2 separate regions of the Mus musculus genome follow, and region 2 is linked to region 1. A link is a contact called in public HiChIP or PLAC-seq data. All regions are on one chromosome and are shown on one strand. The core of a region is the stretch at or near the end of the contact, and the rest is flanking DNA. Distances in the headings are between cores, read along the strand shown.

The links. HiChIP or PLAC-seq counts read pairs in DNA pulled down with a chosen protein or histone mark.
Region 2: a RAD21 HiChIP or PLAC-seq map of pro-B cells shows a contact between it and region 1, with 5 times the contacts expected there. The contact joins two enhancer-like sites. A contact is called at or near these places in 1 of 39 promoter capture datasets (the C10 cell line), 2 of 15 datasets of contacts at CTCF or cohesin (large pre-B cells and pro-B cells), 17 of 484 Hi-C or Micro-C datasets (the 63-12 cell line, B cells, the C10 cell line and 14 more), 1 of 115 datasets of contacts at active chromatin or transcription factors (large pre-B cells) and 2 of 9 other capture datasets (liver and pancreatic islet).

The regions. Positions count from the first base shown.
Region 1 is chr1:6,857,247-6,861,196 of GRCm38.p6, forward strand. It overlaps St18 (suppression of tumorigenicity 18), which reads left to right. Exons shown (of 22, transcript NM_173868.2): 21 at 54-197; 22 at 1,214-3,694. The coding sequence ends at 1,354. Among named protein-coding and RNA genes, the nearest start is that of St18, 130 kb to the left of the region's middle. Within about 2 kb of position 1,940, at least 3 of the 459 cell types and tissues checked have an H3K27ac peak or open chromatin away from gene starts, as enhancers often do. A contact at or near this core is called in pro-B cells, where this site is marked.
Region 2 is chr1:6,973,233-6,977,182 of GRCm38.p6, forward strand. No RefSeq gene overlaps it. Among named protein-coding and RNA genes, the nearest start is that of Pcmtd1, 110 kb to the right of the region's middle. Within about 2 kb of position 2,314, at least 8 of the 459 cell types and tissues checked have an H3K27ac peak or open chromatin away from gene starts, as enhancers often do. A contact at or near this core is called in pro-B cells, where this site is marked.

The sequences.
Region 1 (3,950 bases), core at 690-3,189:
AGACCTTTTAAAGGCCTCTAACTCTGCTTCTTATGTCATTACCTCTGCTGTAGATAACATCTATGGAGAGCAACTTGAAGACCATAGAGGAGGAGAACAAGCTTATAGAACAGAGCAATGAGAGTCTGCTGAAGGAGCTGGCAGGGCTTAGCCAGGCTCTCATCTCCAGCCTTGCTGACATCCAACTTCCACAGATGGTAAGACCAAGAGCAAGGCTCTGCTACCCCATCATCTACCTCAATGTCTTTGTTCCATTACCCTGTGGCTGAACTATTGACAGTCACCTACCCCTGATTCATTTTCATGCTTAATGCTTTCGCAATCTAAGAACACGGTAGATATGCATATTCAGATAATTCAAGGCCAGTGGCATTCCAAAAGGCCAGGACTCTTTAAGGATGAAGGTTTACTTAAAGCTATCTTATAAAGTTATTTGAAAGCTGGATGCCAGAGCTCACTCACTGTAAATATGTTTTCAAACAGTTGATTCTATACATCCCTCAGCATCATCTACTCAACTCATGAACTATAACACTCCCAATAATCTCATTGTAATATTCAACTTCTTTTCATGGAACATAGAATGCATGTGTGTGACCAAGGCATCCGTATTCCTATTCCTATCCCTTATCTCTTATCCCTTACCCCTTATTCATAAGTATGCAACTATTTAGAATTCACAAAAAGTTTATTCTACATTTTCACAAATGTAAATCAGTCTTTGGAGTTGGAGATGCATTGCTGGGAGCTATATTGGTGATGCTGTTAATTTCCTCAGCTCAGTACAATCCCTGCCATTCCAACATAGGACTGTTAAAGAACCACTTGGCAAAAGCTTCATCCTCCTAGCATACTTTCCACAGACAGCTGGTTTTATACTGAAAAGTGCAAATGAGACCCAGACTCTTCCCAAGAAAAGACATATAGTTTGGACACCTCTAGCTCAGCATTTATTATGTGGTTCCAGATTGATCCCCAATACTATTCAATTGCATTCCATTAATGCCATGAGTTAAGAGTATACAGATAGTACACACACACACACACACACACACACACACACACACACACATTTTCTGTCCTATCCCAAACTGCCACAGTCCTATAAACCCTTCTTTTCCTACTTATATAAGTTGGCAACATTTGTCACTATCTCCTGATCTTCCTTGGGGCAGCTGAACCTCTGTGATTGGTTTCCTTGTGTCTCCATCAGGGGCCTATCAATGAGCAGAATTTTGAAGCATATGTAAATACTCTCACAGACATGTACAGCAATCTGGAACAGGACTATTCCCCAGAATGCAAAGCTCTACTGGAAAGCATCAAGCAGGCGGTGAAGGGCATCCATGTGTAGAACGACAGTATGCAGGAAACAGAGGTCACTACGGCCATGAACTCCCACAAATCTGCAGGGGCCTAATACCCCTGGAGCCCAGAGGCTGTCCCTGTGTTTATAATTGCAACATTGCACTAATTTTTCCCCAGCTGACATAAAAAGGAAAGAAAAACTATGATAAACTCTTTGGATTAAAAGCAATGCAGTCAATTATTAAACTCGTTTATTTTCATATCTTTTTCTTTTCTTTCTTCATTGCACTCTTTATTTTGTAAAGTATATGTAAAAATAAATGTGACATTTTATATTTTATTTATTACTAATCAAAGAGTTTTTTATCTTTTAACTGCATTTTGAAGTCTACTATATTTTTACAGGTGTGTTTATTAATTTATCTTCTAATAGGATTTAAATAGAAATGCTGTTCTCAAATCACATATCTTTCTGGATTTAAATGAGAAAAACAAAACAAAAGAAATGTATGAAGGAAATCCTGATGTCAGGACTACACTGTGGTCAAGCTTGGTTTCTACTGTGCACTTCCATTTCTCCTTTACTGGTTTTGTTTTTATAAATGGCTTTTGGTAATGTGAGCTGTGAAGGATTATGAAGATAAATGGCGCCCACTAGTGGGAAATCCACACTCACAAAAGCACAGGATGTTAGCAAACAGCGCACTCAGAACTTGATAGCAATAATTAAATAAAATAGTCAGCATAGTATTCCACATGGCTGCAGAGATTTAATTAATATGAATTATTTATTTAGACTGCTTAAAGCATACATTTTAAGTGAATCAGATTTGTCTTCTTGTTTTTCAAGTCATATTGGCTAGTTGGCAACCCTTTCCCAAAATGAGAAATAAGCTTTGATGGGACCAGCTTGGCTTTTCCTGCTACACGTTAGTACAATATACAAGTGACAATGTTGGTGTAGATTTGTACTTACAACTACAGACACATCCAAATGGAAATTGTGTAGATACCGTATCCCCTGAAATAGCATTTATCTTACTGGGTTGACTGGAATAGAATGCAAAACAGAAGGCCTGAAAAAAAAAATGCTATTCCAAGCTAAGTGGTTACCTTGAATATTGGCAGCATTGGTCTTTGCTTCCCTAATAAATAAGGCAGTTTCAATTTGATAAAACTCTTGAACTTCAAGTGACACAAAGGATGTTACACACACACACATACATGTACACACATGCACATACACACACATACAGACACATGCACACACACACACACACACACAACAGCACAGTCTACACACATATATGCACTCACACTCATCCACACGTGAAATTCAACCTGCAATCTCAACTGGATCAGAGTTTAGAAGTTGCTGTAGTAAAGGCAATGTCTATTTCAGGGACTGTAAAGTAGTTAAGCATTGTTTCAAAAGTTTTTTTATATTTATTTTTTTTAAGGAAAAGGTATAGACAACCAGCTAAACTGCCTTTTTGGTGTGCACACACATTTCATGTGCAGATGTGCCTCTATGTAAAAGTACACATGAACTTTAGTGTGGGCTTAATTTTCTGTGCTATAATAAAAGTGTTTATTTTTTATTAGCCTCATGAATATTTAGATTTAGTGTGATGGCATTCACAGGCTTGAATTCACTGTTACTACTGTTACATGCTCTGATACATGAGAAGTGGTATAGTCACTCCACTCTCGTGGAACCGTGGATATTGTTATGCATCACGTGGCGCTTATCTTTGGCTTGGGGTTCATTTGAACTCTTGAATCTTAGTTTAGTGAAAATGAGATGTCTGTTCTTAGGTAGGAAAGGTGTTTATTTAAAGCTCAATTTTAAAATAAGCAGCTACTGCGAGTAGTGTCTACTATAAATGGGACACAAAGTTTCCTATTAAAGTATGTCTTTGAACATTTTGCTACACAATACTTCAAAGAAGCACACAAATGGGCTCACTTATTACAAAGACAGAAGTTTACTTTGCTAAATATTTTAACAAGTTTGTTATATATTTTATTTAAAGAGATCTCCTGCAATCCTATGTATTTATTACTATAATTTACATGGCTTCAGTTAATTTATTTGTGTTCATATAGTTTTATGAAGTGTATCTGTATTTATTTGCCTCCTCGTACTTGTGTTTTATAACATGCACTGAATTATTTTCTTTTCAACTATGTTAATGATTGATACTGTAAATTGGGTATTTTGTAAACAAAAACAAAGGCAGTGATGTATGCGTTTTTATTTGAAGTAGTTTGTTTGTATACTGTTTCTCCAAATGATTAATATTTCTTACATCATTGCAACAAAATTGTGTTCAGTGCTGTGCATTTGGTGTATGGTAGGAAATAAAAATTGATAATGAATTTGGCCATGATATTTACTTTATCAAGACAGATGTCACCAACCCCATGACCCACAGCTCCTGATATGGTAGAAAACCTCTAACACAGAACAATTCCTTCTGAACACTTTTACCCTTGGTTGAGAGGATTCTTGGTTGGTTAACATCTTGATTGGTTAACACCTTGGTGTAGAACATATCTCCAAAATGGGGTTTGCCTTTGCCTTTGCTAGAACTAGAAAGAATTTTGCCCAGATCTAATGAATAGCACACAAGGAGTCC
Region 2 (3,950 bases), core at 1,064-3,563, 120 kb after region 1:
GAAGCTATCAGAGCTGAATGGGACATTAGGAGCTCTGTAATTAATGGTCTGAATTAGGTTTGATTTTGTATGTAACCAAATTTCAAATGGTGGAGGACTTCTGAGTTATAAATTCTGAGTTTGAAGGCTAGACGCCAGTGTTTTAGCCTGAAATGATTTTATACAAGCAAATCAAGGACTTGGATTTGGGCTTCTGGTTCATTTCTCTAATCAGAAGTCAAATGGAAAATATACTTTTATAAAATGAGAAAATACCATTCAGGTTCAGCTAGGGTTTATATACTGAGTTAAACCTTCAGTCCAACTAGAGTGTGTATATGTACAACAGTCTTATTAATGGTTATATTATATTAATATAAAATATATCAACATATATAATGTTCATATATGGCATTTATGTTATTTTTCATTTGATTGTTTTCTCTATCAAGACATACATACAATCTTTGTTGTCCTACGTATCATTAATTTAATTTACTTGAGAGATTACTATATGCTGGACTCTGCCTGGGGTCTATAATACAAAGAAACAAAGATGAATGGAATCTTAATGAAAGCACAATCAAGCCAGAAAGAATAGAGAACAATGTATCTATTCACTGCCTCTTACATAACTCTCTAAGGTAAGCATAAGTACCTCCATTACATAGTAGAGATTGTCTTAAAGTATACAGAGTTTTGGTTGGTTAGGCTGCAACTGAACTTTGGTCTAAAGCTTGTGCTGTTTTATGTAGGCAAAGCATTCTTAGAAGAGTTAGATATGTACCCAAGAGCAGATGCTTTGAAAAAGGCTATAAAAGTTAAACACAAACAATGAGGCTTTCAAAAATGAATGGTCCATTCTTCCTGGATGAATAATCTTTACAATTTGCCAAGTAATGAAGAAGAAACCGGTCTGGCAAGATGTCTCACTGTGTAAAAGCATAGACTGACAACTTGACTTGGGACCCTTCCTATGAGTTGAGTGAAGTTCAAAAGCAGAAACCTTACAATTGTGAGGGAGCTGGATAATATATTCAAATATCAAAAGGATAAATCTGCTCACCAAAATTTTATAGGAAACAGGTGAAAATTACACACACACACAGAGAGAGAGAGAGAGAGAGAGGGAGGGAGAGAGAGAGAGAGAGAGAGAGAGAGAGAGAGAGAGAGAGAGAGGAAAACAAGGTAGTTCATCACCACTTCTCCTTTTCATGAGAAATATTAAAGGAATTCCTCAAGCTAAGACAAAGGAGCTCTAAACAATAATGTGATAGCAAAATGAGAATACAGAACTCATTGGAAATATTTAAGTAAAGAAACAGATTTTATGTCAAAATAATGATGCAGATAAATCATTTTCACCTTAAATGTAGAAAAATGCCAAAAAGTATCAGCATAACTACAATGAGAAGTGTTCTTTATATAGTCACAGCATTTTTGTATGTGTAGGTGTACATGCCACAGCCCATGAGTAGAGACCAGACAACTTTCTTTCTGCAGTCAGTTCTCTCTTTCCAACATATGGGATGTAGGGGATGGGACTCAGTTTGACTTGGCAGCAGGCACCTTTCCCGACTAGAAGAACTCTTAACCATACAAGAATATAGTGACATCAGTAACATGAAGAAATAAACTGTAGAGATCTTGAATGCTATTGATTTAAATTTGTTATCAAATTAAATTAAACTGTTATACCTTATGTTAGTATCAACTTAACAATGATCTATAAATGGAAAATAGAAAGTAATTAAAGTGTATAAATATCGAAATATCAGCAAAGCACAAAGCTAAATAGCAAATGGGGGAAGAAAGCAAACAAGAGAGCTTTAAGCCTAAAAGAAAATCACCAACAAGATGACAATGGTTGTCCACAATGAATAATTAGCTTAAACATAAATACACTAAATTCCCCAAATTGAAAGACAATGAGAGATAAATGGGGTGAGGTTGTGTATTGCTAATTTTCTGTAGCTATGATAAAGCACTCTGATAAAAGTCAACTAAGGAAAAAAGGGTTTATTTTTGGTATGTGGGTCAGGAAGGATAGAGTCCATTGTGGAAGGGAAAGGCATGGTAACAGTCAGGAAAACAGCAGGAGGAAAAGGAAGCTTGTTGATCATATTTCCATCCACATATAGGAAGGAGACACAGAGAATAGGAAGTATGACCAAACTATAAACTCTCAAAACCCAAAGCCCAGTGAAGTCTTTCCTCCCATCAGGCTCCACCTTCTATAGGTTTCATAACCTTCACAGACAGCACCACCGACACATACATTCATCCGCTATGGATCACAGAGCAGGAATTACCTTACTACACGCTCCTCCTACTCTATATAAGAAACACATTCTAAAAAGGGGAAGTGTCTTGATGTGTAGACCACCTGCTGGGCAAACATAAGGTCCTGAATTCAAATCCTCAGAATTTATGTAAAGCACAGTAGCACACATCTGTAATCTCACTTCTACAAGAGGGGAAGCAAAGACAGGAGAACCCCCAGAAGTTTGCAGGCTAGCTAGCTTGGTATTCACATCAATAAACGAAGAATCCTGGATTTAAAAAGGTAGAAGGCAAGGACAGTCATCTGAGGTTGTCCTATGACCTTCTCCACTCATATGCACATGCAAGCATAATATACACACAAAGAGAGATTTGGAAAAAGGAAAAGAAACACACTTTAAAGACATGAGGACTTAATCTATAGTCCATGTATAATATCACTGAAAAGTAGCAGGCCTATCTCCCCCTGCATCTTAAGCAACAGGCCTTAAGCCAAAAGTGATCATATTTTGTTTTTCTGAAGTCTTATTTTCAATACCAGATAGAGTACATAACAGAAGATCAATAATGAAAAAGTCTTGAGCAACAGGATAAAGTTAACACATACAACATTCATCACAACACAGAAAGCACCTTTGCTGTTTGCTGCTCAGTCCAGGGATTGAGCACAGGGATTCTTATACCTAGGCAAGGACTCAACCACTGAGTTGCAGTCCAGCCCAGAAAGCACATTCTCTTTTGAAATAGCCACTCATTGTTCTCCAAGGATAGTTTACATGGTAGGTCATAAAACAAGTCTCTGTGATTTCGTTTTTAAAGAATAAGATCATATAAGCAATTTTCAGGCACAGTGAAACAAATGCATAGGTTAATAGCAAAAAGAAAACAGGAAACAAGATGTAAAATTTAAGACATACTTGAAAAGCAGGAAGGTCAATGCAGAAACGGAAAAGGGAAGTTAGAAACTGCCTTCAGCTGAATGAACAACTAAAAAGATTTCAGCATAAGAAAACTTGTGGAAAGGCTTAGAATGGCAAACATGTAAACAGAAGAGGGGGAAGAGGAGGAAGAAGAGACAATCCAGCCAAGCAATCTAAATTTATACCCAAGTCAGAAAAAGTGAGCCAAAAGTTGACAGAAGGGAGGAAACAAAAACAAAGAAACAATATATTTGTTAAAGGATGAAATTAGATTATTTGGAATGATAAAATTGACAGAGCCTTAATTAGATCAAGAATTATTTAAAAAAAAAAAACAGAACACTTAAATAAGATTTAGAATATAAGGAATTACTTTACAATGAATGACACAGAAATCAGAGAGCTCACAAGAAACTACCATCAAACTGTAAAACCTAGAAGAAATGGAAATTTTTAGAAATACATAACCTACTAGAACTAACTCATGAAAACCAAAAAATCCTAAACAAACCTGTAAAAGGTACAGAGATTGAATCAGTACCTAAACCTCCCTAGCATGCCACGGCCAGTGCCCAGATGCTCCTGGGGCATTCTATCAAACATTCAGTAAGGATCCAACACTAATCGCCTTCAGAATCTGCCAAACACTAAAGACACAAGACCACTTTTGGTTCATTTCAAGTGACTGACATCACCTTTAAGTCAAAGCCAGACAGTGCAAATGGTAGAAGTAACCAAAAAGATCCTGACCAAGACAGCCACAAGCAC